3 separate regions of the Drosophila melanogaster genome follow, and regions 2 and 3 are each linked to region 1. Evidence: chromatin contacts called from public Hi-C data. All regions are on one chromosome and are shown on one strand. The core of a region is the stretch at or near the end of the contact, and the rest is flanking DNA. Distances in the headings are between cores, read along the strand shown.

The links. Hi-C and Micro-C count contacts between places; a contact is called where the count stands out from the background.
Region 2: a contact with region 1 is called in a Hi-C map of the Kc167 cell line, with 4 times the contacts expected there. A contact is called at or near these places in 3 of 107 Hi-C or Micro-C datasets (the Kc167 cell line, larval central nervous system and wing imaginal disc).
Region 3: a contact with region 1 is called in a Hi-C map of the Kc167 cell line, with 5 times the contacts expected there. A contact is called at or near these places in 2 of 107 Hi-C or Micro-C datasets (the Kc167 cell line and eye imaginal disc).

Annotation. Positions count from the first base shown.
Region 1 is chr3L:5,843,304-5,847,975 of dm6, reverse strand. vn (vein) reads left to right here and starts at 2,312. Exons shown (of 6, transcript NM_001014565.2): 1 at 2,312-4,672. The coding sequence starts at 4,418.
Region 2 is chr3L:5,508,463-5,513,134 of dm6, reverse strand. CG34342 reads left to right here and starts at 2,275. Exons shown (of 10, transcript NM_001169880.3): 1 at 2,275-2,339; 2 at 2,658-3,016; 3 at 3,121-3,249; 4 at 4,658-4,672. The coding sequence starts at 2,315. It overlaps Lkr (Leucokinin receptor), which reads left to right. Exons shown (of 8, transcript NM_139711.3): 8 at 1-714.
Region 3 is chr3L:6,126,656-6,131,327 of dm6, reverse strand. l(3)mbn (lethal (3) malignant blood neoplasm) reads left to right here and starts at 2,521. Exons shown (of 6, transcript NM_168157.2): 1 at 2,521-2,799; 2 at 2,859-2,967. The coding sequence starts at 2,767. It overlaps Lcp65Ag3 (Larval cuticle protein), which reads left to right and starts at 339. Exons shown (of 2, transcript NM_144405.2): 1 at 339-517; 2 at 579-942. The coding sequence starts at 399. The coding sequence ends at 777. It overlaps Cpr65Au (Cuticular protein 65Au), which reads left to right. Exons shown (of 2, transcript NM_001300024.1): 2 at 1-86. It also overlaps asRNA:CR46005.

The DNA of each region.
Region 1 (4,672 bases), core at 1,063-3,562:
ATTAGAATTGTTTTTCTTTAGTTTGTTTTCCCAACTCGGCTCCATCTTACATTACCGGCCTCCCCTGTGACGACAAATAGGAATTGAATGTTTGCGCCTGCGCGCATTTCGAAATTGCTTTTGGAAAATTTTCATGTTTTCATGTTTGTTATTGTTGTGGGCTTGGCTCGCTGCCCTTGTTGTTCTTGTTGCCATTGTTTGTATATATATATATGTGTTTGTGTTTTGATGATACAATGACGCTGCGCTTGGCAGCTGTTGTCTGTCGTCAGCCAGGTTCTAAAAGGGAGTGAGGGGATCTGGATCCCTGGATTCTGCAGCTTGTCCAACGTTTGCTTCCAGCACTTCCTTCCGTACTAGACAATGGAGTCTCTCTCTCTCACTTTTGCAGCTTTTCAAATATATGCTTAGCAAACTCAAGACAATCTACCTGCTCGAACTCTGAACTCTGAACGCTGATCGCTGAGCAGCGGCGACAGGTGTCGAGCTTTATTTCCGCTTCCGGGCGCTTTTCGCGTATGAACTGCAATAGTTGGCCCAATCGATAAGAACACTATCATTTGGTAGCGTTTTTTTTTTGCGCTCTTATCAGCTGGTTTGTTTCGATAAGTAGGGTAAGTACCTGTTTTGCTCATTCAGAAACTGGCAATGACGTAGACCAAGTTGGCCCAGCTCCGTCACAAGTGGCCGACTTTGAACCCTTCTTTGCTTCTGGCTTTTCTTACAATTGTCGCACTTGTCACCACACCACTGCCGCCCCACCTAAGCTCCCCTTTTATGCTTTTTCTCTTTTATTTTTTTTTTCTTCTGTCAGCTTCTTTTATTGTTATGCGCAGTGCGTAGAACAAGTGGAAGCTTTGTTTGACAATAACAACAACAGCGAGTGAAACATCAGCAGCTGGGGCAAGTAAGAAACAAAAAAAAAAAAAAAAACGTTAAGTTTACACGACTTCCAAGCGCTGGACGGAATCACCTGCCGCATTTTGTTTTTTCTGTAGTCGCTGTTGTGGGCTTGACATTTGACAATAAAGCAAATAATCATGGGAAAAAAGCTGAGCCCCCAGAAGAACGACAACTCGCCGCCGCAGTCATCATAAGAAAATATCAAAAACGGGAGGAAATCCGGAACCGTAGTCAAAACAAACGAAAGCGTTGAGTTAAGAGCTGTTGGATGAAAGCAAAACTAAATTAAGATTGACGAGTTATGTAAGGGTCTCATATTGTGATCGATCGATTAGCAATAAATAGAAAAAATTATGTCTCTTGCTCACAATTTTGTTAACAAATTGCTCATTGCTTTTAGGCAAATTGTTAAAAAGTTACAGCTCTGTAATGATAACTAAGATTAGTTATGAATCCAAACTTTCTTGAACTAGATAAGATCGCCGACAGTACATTTAACTTATTCAAATGCAGCATAAGCGCACATCATTCATTCAATTACTTGGAATGACTCATTGAGCTAGGACTTGAACTTTTTGCGTATGAGCAATAATTTTTAAAGACCCTCAGACTGGAACTCATTTATAGCAGCCTATCAGAAGCTCGACGATTATGAGTAACTTATTGGAAATCGGAGCAAAAGCCAATGACAACTGTCCTCTTATCTATTTTTATCTATTGGATTGATAATATTGTCGTTAGACACCTATTTAATCGTCAACGGGTTCGATTTCCCTCCTAGTTCGGTTTTCATTTTAACGAGTAACGACGATATTTTTTTAATACGTTGTTTTTCTAGCATATATCGTATCGACTTATTACGGTAAGAAATTATCCTTGCAGCAGAGGAATAGAGGGATTTTTCGAGAGAGCGAGAGAGTAAATCGGATTTACAAAATATATTTTAATACCCTAAATTTGAAAAAAAAAGGACATTATAGACTTAAAGAATTTTAGAGCAATCTCTAAAGAAATTAGCATATTGTGAAGCATACTTTTAGAGACGAATAAGTAAAGGTCTCGTGCCCTCCTTGATGTTCCATATTAAATATCCCAATTGTTAACCACAAATCGCCTTTAAGTAATTGATATAAAGTAATGAATTGGATCACCCGAAATTGTTGAGAGAAAACTGCAGGGTTGAGAAAATGCTGGCGTTGCTGTGAGAAGAAAACGTTGGAGAAAACACTCAACGTTTGAGCGAAATGAGCGTGCCGAAGATATTCGAACACGGCCGAACGCAGTCGAACAAATTCCGACCAGTGAGATACGTTTGAGTCGTGAGATACGTTTGAGTTGTATCCGTGAGATACGTTGTGAATGCTACAACTCTGCTCTGCATCGGTGAGATACGTTTGAGTCGTTTTCGCGGCGTCAAATCGAGCAGACCTGTGCCGCTCCGTAGAGCGAGTTCGTCCAAATAAAAAAAGAATTATACGAAATTCCGCCTGTGTTAGGAGCAGAGAAAAGAATAATTTTAAACCAACATACACAATCAGTTAGTTTCCACCGACAGTCCGCAGAAACCATTCGACGGCAACGGAACGGGCGCGCGATTGTCGGCAATCCGTAAGATAGCCAAATATTATTATTGTTCAGATACTCACTGAGGGCGTTGATAAAAGATCAGCCAGACAACTGCAGATCCGAGTGGAGTGTTTTGAAATCAGTGAAATTCTGTGTGAAAAATCGTTGATTTATTAATATTCAAGAATAAAAGTTCCCAGCGAATTTCATCAGCTGGAGTAACCGAAGTGACCCACCAAGCAAATCGAACAACACAAATCGATCGAACGTGTAAAAGGACTTTCGGTTTCATTAAGCGTGTGCAATTGCTGATTTTCCCCGGCAAAGCGGACTTTTTGCGGAATGAATGAAATAAAAAAAAAACAGCAGTGGCAACTATAATAATAAAAACAACAACAGTGCAACAACAGCCGGGGCATCTTCATAGATTTTGGCTCTCCTGAAGCAACAACTTCTGCCTGCACTTGGTATATGTACTTATCACATAGACATATATATACGCACAGATATATAAAACAAAAACGATCGCTTCTCGTGCCAGCGCGTGTGATTGTGTGCGTTCCCATGTTGCATATATATATGCACAAAAAATATATATATTTATCTAGAGCCGACTGTTGCGACGACTTTTCTATATAATCGGCTAGTGAGCACGCAGACATCGAAAAGGTGCACAAATACATCAGCAGATGCGGGTATATATGTATTGCACATATATCTAGCCAAAGCCAAAGTAGAAGATATATATGCGTATAAGCTGAACGCGGCGCACTCTGCTCTGTTTTTTCTTTTATAATTACTTTTGTCTAAAATTAGAAGACGTGTGTGTTGTGTGTGCCCCGTCCGTGTATCCGTATCCGTGAGATACGCGAGAGTGTCCGCGTCTGCTATATCGCACATCATCATCGCCGTACACCATCCGCCGTCCAATATCCACCATCATCATCATCATCATCGCCATCCCCATCATCATCGTCGTCGTCGTCATCAGAGATCAGAGATCTGCAGCGGTGTGTGTGCCAGAAAAGACGACTCGTGAATCAGACTACGGCTACGACTACGGGTGCGACTACGGCTATATAGGCGAGAGATCGCGTATACGGCCAGACAAACATTATCGTATATCTGGCGCCGAGGATTACAATTACAAGAGCAGCAAACGCAACAGCAGCAGCAGGAGCGGCAGCCGAAGTTAAAGCCGAATACGAGTACGAATACGAGTACGAATATCCGAGCCCCACAAACGAATACGAATACAAATACGAATCCGAACCCGAATCGAGGCGATACGAAACGATCGCGCGCGTGAAAAGCCTCGTGAAGAAAAGCGCTACGAAAAAAGTGGGGGAAAAATCAAACGCCACGCGACCTTAGGCCCGTCCAATTTTGGGGGGGGGCGTGCAGCGGGGCGTGGCCGTGCGTCGACTCCTAGCGATCGCTCAAGTGAAACGCGGCGAAATTCTGTTCAGATAACAAAAATGAGTCACCAAAATAAGCAGCAACAGCAACAGCAGCAGCAGCAACATCAAAAGCAACAGCAACAATCGAGTGCGGCAAAGTGTTCATAAATTAATGCTAGGCATACAGTGTGTTAGACCAGTCCGAAATACACTATCCCCCTCTCTCTCGCTCTCGAACAGTCCGTCTCTCTCTTGCCCCTGCTGTCGCTCAAAATGCTACGAAACTATCGAAAGTATTTGCAGGATAAACGGAAATACGACAAGCCACAACGACGAGGCAGCGAATTTTACATTTGTCACGTTTAGGCAAATTGCAAGGACAAAGGACACACCAACCCCCCAGCAGCAGCAGCAGCAGCAGCAGCAGCAGCAGCAGCAGCATCACGCAGCAATACGCAGCAGCAGCAGCAAAGCGCAGCAGCAACACTCGCTATCGAGATTTTGTACATAAAGTCGGGGCAATAGCAGCAACAACTTTGGAGGACGCCATGTATGCGCAACATTTGCGCAAATGGAGTCTAAAAACAAAAAAGCAACTAATGCCATTGATATTGCTAATTATCAGCTACATGTTGCTACTAAACACATGTGTGTTGTCGTCGTCGGCGACGACGCAGCAGCAACAACAACAGCAGCAGCAGCAGCAGCATCTTCCAAGATTATGGGAAGGCAGTGCCGAAGAAAGCAGCTACTATATACCACTGAGTTCGGATAATGGCAGCGGGAGCAGTGAAAGCTCCGCC
Region 2 (4,672 bases), core at 1,026-3,525, 330 kb after region 1:
CAGTCGGCATTCACATATGATGTGTATTCCAGTAAATTGGCTGTCATAGCTCATTCATTTAACGTATGTGTGTTAATGTTTTAGTGAATGACTATTATTAGGGTATAGCTACTACACTAATATGTTTAAATTTTATTGTAATTGTATGTAAGGCTTTAGTAAAACCCCTTTACAGTGTTTAGATATCCCGCAACTAAATGTGTCATTGGAACATGACCATTTGCCTCTGTGATTTCGTCTTAATGAATTGTGATTACAAGTCCCATTGCTGATAATTGTTTCGCAGAAGGATATATATTGAATGAGTGTGAATGCTGGTCGTGAGCCGTGTACAGTATTATAATAATGGTATCTTCAAATTGCGATCCTTAAAGCACGAAGTCCAAACGTTGTAAATAATCGATTCGTTAATGACCTTATCAAACTCAAACCAAAACTCACCAAATCAAATGTATTATTAGCTGAACAAAAAATGAATCAAATTAAATTAGCACCTGAAATCAATTAAGTAGCATTAAATTAAATTATTTAAATAGTATTTTAACAACAATCCGATTATGTATTAAATCCTACACAAGCACACAGCTGGATGTAAGCAAATGTAATGTACAATATTTGTCATTAAAAAACAGAAAGGCTTATTAATGTAATTATTATTGTATTTAATTACCAAACGAAAACGAATAAACATTTCGAGTCATTAAGCAAACAAACAAAATATACCAGTATTTTTATTATTCTTAATTACATGCAGCCGAATGAATTATTATTGTTCATGTGTGGCCCATAAATTGTACGAATAAATTCGGTTCGCAATTTCCGCTTCATTTCGTTTGTTTCAAACGAACTGAAATTATGGCATTTTGCTATAAATTTGAAACATCAAGAAAATTTACTTTTAAATGAAAGTAAAAGTTTTGACTTGAGCGCTTTTTACTTAAAAGATTATCGCTTAGCAGAGACTCACACCGGAAATGGGCAATCAAAAGCCCAAGATGGTCGAAGAGCTTTCAAGTTTCTTGCGGCGCTAGCAAAGACATCGAAAGCTTTAACCCTTATGCGGTGCCGCATTGAGTATGTGTGTTATTTTCGGCGGAAAATAGGAAACTTAATATTAAGTGAAGCCTAAAAACAATGGCTGAGACACCACAGGCTCAAAATCATATAAAATTTTGGAAATACGCTTAGTATGGTGTTAATATGCTTAAATGCGCATCAATAATTGAAATTTCAAGCCGCTTAAAGCTCATGGCATAATGAGCGTTTAACGATTTGGCCAACCGTTTTTCCCTAATGCCCATGCAAACAACTGCAGGCTGAATGTGGACAATGACAATTGAACAGAAATATATGACGGCTGCAGCAAGAACCACAACTATGTCACACAGCCATGCGTGCACAGGAAAAAAAAACTGAATACTTTTAAGTTACAGTTCTTGATCTCAAAGTGTAAAAATTTGTTTTGACTACAAGGTAACTTTTCTTACACTCAAGAAAGAACATTTTAATGAACATTTTAAGAAGAAAAACTATTTCATAATATATCTTACCAATGTTGTATAATTAGTTGTATAAGCTAGTATAGGTGTATTTAACTAATCTAAAGTTCTACAAATTTTTTGACAGTGCATCTGTGCACGTTTTACTTGAGCCTCATTTTTCGCTTGCAATCAAACAACATATGCTGCGCACTTGCTCACGCGATGAACAAGTACCAACTGTGACTATGACGGAGGATATGGACACGCACACACGGATGATGGGGACACGCACACACACGCACACACACACTGGCAGTTAGAAGGACACATGGTCACACGGACGTGGCCGCATTGGCTGTTGATAATTGAATAATTAACATTGTTTAAAATGGCTCAACAAGCGGATGGAAAGAGAGTGAAAGAGAGGTGGATCCGCCGTCTCACTTTTTGCCAGACATCCGGCGCCCAGGTCATCAGGTCAAATGCAACCACAATGTCAGCCATGCCCCCCAAACCGCACCCGCCCCCTGTCCGCATTTTAAGCCATATATATATATATATATATATGGATGTGCTCGTTGGAAAAGTGCAGGGGTTGTTGGACACACAAATAGATATAGTATAATTGGGCTAGAAGGGATATATATCGTGTGTACTTCATATTAATATAATTGACTTGCGGTGGGAAAATCTTTTCGATACATGTCTGCCGTTTATTGATTAAAATCCTACTTTTTAGTCGCATTGAAATTGAAAACTTGTCAATGTGCTTTTTACCCTTGAAGTGAACGGTTCGATTTTTGGATAAGCCATATAAAACAACATTGGAAATTATGCACGAGGCAAATCCAAGTAAAAGTGTGTAAAATTGAAGTTGAATATTCATATATAAGATGTCTATTCGACATCCTTTTAAGCATAAAGATTATTTAAAACTAAGAGAGAGACCATTAAAATCTTTGATAATGGCTCACATGAACATATTGTGATATAACAATTGCACTTATATACCAAAGTTTCTAAATGTATAGAACATATGTCGTATGTTGTTACATACTTTTGGAAACGAAAGTGAAAAACTCAGATGTTATCCTTGTGATTCTGTTAATTCCAAGCTGCAGTTAATAGGTCCTTGAACTGATTGGCTTTATATTTATTCCGTAATCCACCCAATAGCTGCTCGCAAGGCCTTTTCGTCCACCAGCTCCTCACGACGCAGTAGCAATGGGTGTGCCAGTGGCCACGATGTCGAGGAGGAAGAGGAGGAGCAGCTCTTCCAGGAGGCGTCGTCCGGCACAAGAACAAACAGCGTCGATGGGATTGCCGCCCCCTTCACCGCCGCTGTCAGTGCGACACCGGTTACGGATTTCTATAGCAATGCCACCGTACTCATTACGGGCGGTACGGGCTTCGTGGGCAAAGTGTTAACAGAGAAATTGCTTCGCTCGTTTGGATTGCGTAAAATTTACATGCTGATACGCAGCAAGGACAACATGAGCGTGCAGGAGCGTTTGAAGGGCTTTTTCAATGAATCGGTAAGTGTCAGGACAGGATGCGGGAGCCTGCTGTCAGGCGAACCATTCCATGCCGTTGGCCAGTACAATATCGGATAAAATCCCAACCCACTGCCTTCGAACAGATATTCAATAGGATGCGCGAGGAGTCACCGCAATTGTTGGCGAAGGTGCATCCGATACGCGCTGATTACAGTGCCATCGACCTGGACATTGATTCCGCCGACCGAGCAATGCTCTCGTCTGAGGTCCAGGTGAGTAACTTTTGTTGATGCGCTCCAACGGCCCTTCCTCCAACGCCAGTTTCAATCCACCGCAACCACTCCTCTGTTGGCAATTCAATCAATGGACTTTTTGTGTGAGAAACTTTTCATGGGTCTTTGTTGTGTTTGCCTATCTGGATGGCTCCCCCGATTCCTGTCTGTTACTATCTATTTACACTTGAAGAAAAGGAGTACTAACCTTGACAAAAAATATGACAAAATGAGTAAATAAGCTGTAATTGATACTTATATCTGAGATGGCATTCCACAGATTAGGGTGCACTGCTAGCAGACCGATCTTTTGCAGCTGGCATATTTAGCATAGTAAATTTTCTTTCAGTGTTCGAACTATCGCAACGTGTGCCTCTCGACAACCCTAGTTGGCGCATTACGTATACGTAAAACGTTGCATGCCAAAGGCAGGCTCAATGTTTACGACAACGCCAGCCAGGCAGTCAGTTTATTTCCTTCGTTTCTCGCCCCTTATTTTTTCTGCTCTGTTTTGCTGATCACAAGAGGAGCACGATATGTATGCATGTGCATATGTATATCTATATATATTTTCTACTTTTGAACAAAAATTGAAAAAACCCCGCCGCCACGTAAAACTGTGAAAATGTGTGTTGCTTCGCCTGCTGGTGGTTATAAAACACAATATATAAATAAATGAAAATTCCTGTGCATGCTTCAAGTGCCTGGCATGCGCGAGCTATTGTCCTGCCATCCGGGCGCATCCGCATCCCCATCCGCATCTGCATCTGCATCCTCGTCCGCATCCGTTGGTCGGTTTTATTTTTCCTCAACTTCCCGGTACTGTTTGCAAAAACATTTTGCATACAAGTCACTCAGGCCTGGTCGGTCTGCTTAGAGTCCGCTAGCACTGTTTTAAGCTGAAATTGCTTTGTTGTCGATGTTCAATGCACGCGTGGCACTGCAGGATTCCCGCCACAGCGTCCTGTTTCCAGGACCAATTCCATCTGCCACCGCTCGTTCTGCTGCATTTTGTGTGCTGACTTGCAAGCTATCATGGAGCGTAGAGCAGACCCGATTCCCCACCAGATCGCTGCTTGAGCGATTAACAGTGATGGATAGGGGTACAATAGAGACTCATTTACCAAAGTGAAAATATTATTTCACATTTTTTTGTTGCCACCAATTCGAATAATGCTGTAGGCCACGAATTGATATTAATTTGTTAGCTGTGAAATAGTAATAGTTATAAGACATGTAACATCTTTAAGATACTAGATATTTGCCATCACTGACTGCTGCTGCTTTGTATGCGAATCTCATGTGCATTTTGCATGAGCATTTCTGTGCTACTGGGCTCTTCCCTTTTTGTTCTTTTCATTTTTAATATGCATTACAATTCTTGGGTCTGGTTTATCTTCGCCTGTAGATTGTCTTTAATGTT
Region 3 (4,672 bases), core at 1,272-3,771, 280 kb before region 1:
ATAGAAAAAATGTATATATTTGAGGAAGCTCCCGAGTTTTATTGACGTCACTAAGACTGGCTGGATTATTATAAATATAATAAAGCTCAATGAATTGTTAAAAATTTGAATAATGAAATATTTATGAACGCGATTCTTTTTGGACTATAGTGTTATTAAAATTTTATATTAGGCCTTTTAATGCTCCTACTTCAAACGAAAATGAAATCCAAACCAGACATTTCACATTAACATTGATTTTGCTCATTATGTCTTGTACACGTTTGACTAGTTCGGCCGCGCTTTGAATAATCGCCAAGAGGGTGCCATCTATAAAAGGGTTTACGCGGCCGTCCATAGTTACCATTCGACTTGAACTGTTCGATAGCCGCAGATCTAAGCACCAAACAACAATCACCATGAAATTCCTGATTGTCTTCGTCGCCCTCTTCGCCGTGGCTCTGGCTGCTCCTGCCGCTGAGGAACCCACAATCGTGCGCTCTGAATCCGACGTTGGACCCGAAAGCTTCAAATACGAGTAAGTTGCCTATGAGAAATGACCCAAAAGGATACCTAGCTGACACTGACTTCCTTCTTAGCTGGGAAACCTCCGATGGACAGGCTGCTCAAGCTGTAGGTCAGCTGAACGACATTGGAACTGAGAACGAGGCTATCTCTGTGAGTGGATCCTACCGCTTCATTGCTGATGATGGCCAGACCTACCAAGTCAACTACATCGCCGATAAGAACGGATTCCAGCCCGAGGGTGCTCATCTGCCCGTTGCCCCCGTGGCATAAGTGAAGTTGCTTTCACTGTAAGCAGCTTTAAACCCACCAATTCTGCAACACTCTTTGTTATCTTCCCCAACACTTACCTACTTTCGGTTTTCCCTTTTAAAAGGGAAAGAATCCTAAGTTACAGAACGCAGTTTGTTGAATATTAAAAAATGTAGATTTTATATGAATTCGTTTTATTTTAAATGTGCTTTTCGCTCAAAAGGTCGGAAACGTCGTTTTTTTTTAAAGGCGATTATTTGAAAATATTTTGTTAAGTTGTTCAGATAAATAGAACTAGATTCTTATGGCAAACAACGGACCTAATTAAAGGTTTTTTTCCATTAAGCAATTCTTAAGAAGTGTAAATAAGTATTTTGAAAGAATAGGTATTTTTTTCATTTAGAAAATTATTAATTAAAAAAAAAAACATTTTAGAACTGAAAATACAATTTTTTATTATGTATTTTATTACTCTAACCGCTAACATACCCAGTCGTCTTCAGGCTTTATTAGGTGTTCTTATTACATGAACATTATTAAAAAAGAAAAAGTTTTTGGGCCCTTATAATAATATTAAAAAAGAATATATTTTTCCTATTTTTAACTTATCTTAACAAAATCAAACGAAAATTTCCAGTATGCCTTAATAAAATAAAAACAAAAAGTTCTCCCAAATGCATAGTCGGCTTTGCGGATTTAAAGTGCATAGTTTAATCATAAAAGACTCTTAAGCTTACTTTCAGGCTATAGCTATTCAGATTGCATTGAAATCGAATGACTTAGGCAACGAACTTTTTAAATCCCTTGCATACTTTTGGGGGCTAAATGCTAATTACCAGTATCTTCGTGATGCGTCTCTTTAGACGCGAATCATTTATGCTCGTATTGAAAGACAACTGTTATAGCAATTAATATGCAAATTTTAGCATACAACATCAGTCATTGCCGAACTTGACAGCAATATTTCAATTACAATTGACTTGCAGTATCCGGCAGAAGATAAGCTCACTGCTGATTGCCGATCGATGAAAATAGAGAAGTGCAAACATCTTCCTCATTGCATTCGAATTTGCTCATCAAGCAGGTCAAATGCCTGGCTATCGATGAGACTCAACAAGTTGGATTGCAAATACATTGGGGTCGATTAATTATTAACAGATACAAATCGGCATGAACTACCCTTCAGGCCTGATAGCCGATTTTGAAGACCAATCTAAAGTGTTATTAAATTTCAATACAGTACTAATAAATTAGACCATTCTAAATTTAATCTTGTAAAACTTCTCTCATAATTTGATTTTTTTGGATCTTTATTTGCTTAAATATAAAAAATATCTAATAACGACTTTTGTATGCACTTTACTAGAACTCAATCTACAAATAAATCAATACGGACCAAAAATACTCAGGAAGTCTAGCAATAAAAGCCAAAAAGGTTATTTACCAAAACTAATTTAGCTTTTGTATAAAAAATATCGAGGATGCAAATTACTTAGTAAGTTCAGAACTAGCTGACAAGCAGTTTAAATAATCAAATAAATAACTTTTCAAACTGCATGAAATTTTAAATTATAAGCACAGGCTTGGCTGAGGCTCAAGAGGTGTGATGCGATCTGGCCAATGCTACCAGCTATGCGATCCGACTTGGCGAAATACACAACGTGTAGAAGGCAGAGATTCGCACGCACACTTGGCCAACAAGCAGCGGCAGGTTCTCGTCCGCCTCTAATGTTTTATAATGTTTACCTAATATTATTAACATTGTCAATTCGCTGCCGAACATCGTGGGGTGTGTTTCATTCTAAGGCGCTTGCTCCGTGCCGATAATCTAGCCGTGAGAAACGCGTCTTTCCGTCCGCTTGAAATCTAAATATTTATAATCGCGTATTTGTATTAAAATATAAACGCCCGTTTATTTATGCGTTTTTGTGTGAGCTCTGACAGTTTATATTAGGGCGTGAAAATAAAATAAAATTGGTGACCGATTTAAATAAATAATAAATTCCCAAAATGAGCCTAAAATTGATGGCGTTTGTCTGTGCTGTAAGTGCTTAAGTTTGATCCCAACTCTGAACCCGGCATTCATTGAGTTCCCTTTAAAGCTGCTGCTCCTGTGCACCTTGACCCATGTCCTGTCGGCCGCGACCACAGTGCGTCCCTACAAGTTCGGCTTCACCATCGACGAGCAGCAGCATCGGGCAGAGAAGAGAGGTGAGCTGGTTGAGCTAGCAAATGACGCTAATTAAACCATTAGCATATCTTGACTACTGTGCGTCGATTTATTGACACCGAAACCGAAATATGTAAATAGATGATGCGTCATCTCGAGAGTCGTTAGGAGCAGATGCACAAATGCAGCACCATCCAGCAGCTAGCAGCCAGCATTAGCCAAAAAAAGCCATAACTTTTGACTTTTGAGCCGGAGTGCGACTAGTGGCGGCTTGTGCAATGCCACACAATACACGTTTGATGGGTGCACGGTGCACCTGAGCGACAGGTCACCAGCAATTGAAATACCAGCCACCAATGGCAATTAGCGGAATCTTCACAACACACATATGGCCGGGGGTTCATCTCTGAAGTCCATTGTGTAGTGTCCAAATGGCATGCATGGTCGTTATGATTTTTATTTCCATGCTGAATCGGTGATAAAGTTTTCAGAAAATCGAAAACGAAACGTGGCCGATTTGCATAACATGTAGACTCTTTCGAACACACAAATGTTTGGCTTATTTATGGTTTTTCTTTCTTTGGCTAATGCTAATTTCAAAAAGATCAGCCACATTTCAATATTTATAAGTATAATTCTGGCATATAAAATGCCAGAGTTGAGCCAAAAATTGTATTACGTTCATATTAACAAACAAATTCAGGAACTCGTTGTGCATGCAAAATGATATTTGTTTGTTGTATAACTATTCAAAGGAGAACGGTATAAACGGTATCCTAACAAAAACAATTTCGGCACCTTTGATTTAAATATTGAACGATCTATTGATCAACATCAGATTTTTAAAGTCTAGCTTACGGGGCATTACTTCAGAGCTATAATACGTAACTTTAAATTTAACATACTAGAAAAAAATGTATTGTCACTTAGAATATATTTAATTGTATTTTACTATTTACTATATTACATAATTAAAATTTTTTCTAACCAAATACTGTTTGAAATTTTACTTGCCTTCTTTATGAATAGTCTCTTGATTACAAACATTAGGTTTTTGTACTGTAAAATAATTAAGTGGGAATGAAACTTTACCAATAGTTATAAATCCTTTAATTTTGGTTAAATAATTTTCTAATTATAATTTATAATAATTTATTCCCAGTTTCAATTTTTATTACCCACTAAAATGTATGTTAATTTTATGGTTATTTTTTTATTAGTGTTAATTGTATAACCAGAAAATGATAGTCTTAATTTATATTGATACGAGTTTAATAGTTTTCATTATTTAGCCCAGCTCATTGAACAATTTAAAATCAAATTGATCACGACAAAAGAATAAATTGAAATAAAGAATTGTTTTCAAGCCCCGTCGAAATCGATCGAGACAAATGGGAAAGTGACACGAAGCCAAATTTGAATTAAACCTAAAACAAACAAGCGAAAGCCAATTGATGCAAACCGTTAAAACTTGTTGGCCAGTATTGTGGAAACCTGTTTCCAGACACAAAGGCCACAAGCCAGAATTTCAAATGAGAACATTTTAGTGGGTGGCTGGACAGGATGCTTTGGTGAGAGACGCACCTCTTTCAGACCATCCACAGTGTCATCCAGATTAATAAATTCATCTCAACATAGGAATGTTTCTTACGTAGGAAGCTGCCTAACATATCAATTCAAAGCGATGGGGGTGTGTGGTGCGGTTGAGGGGTTTTAAGAAACCAGCTCACAAGTTATGATCGCCAT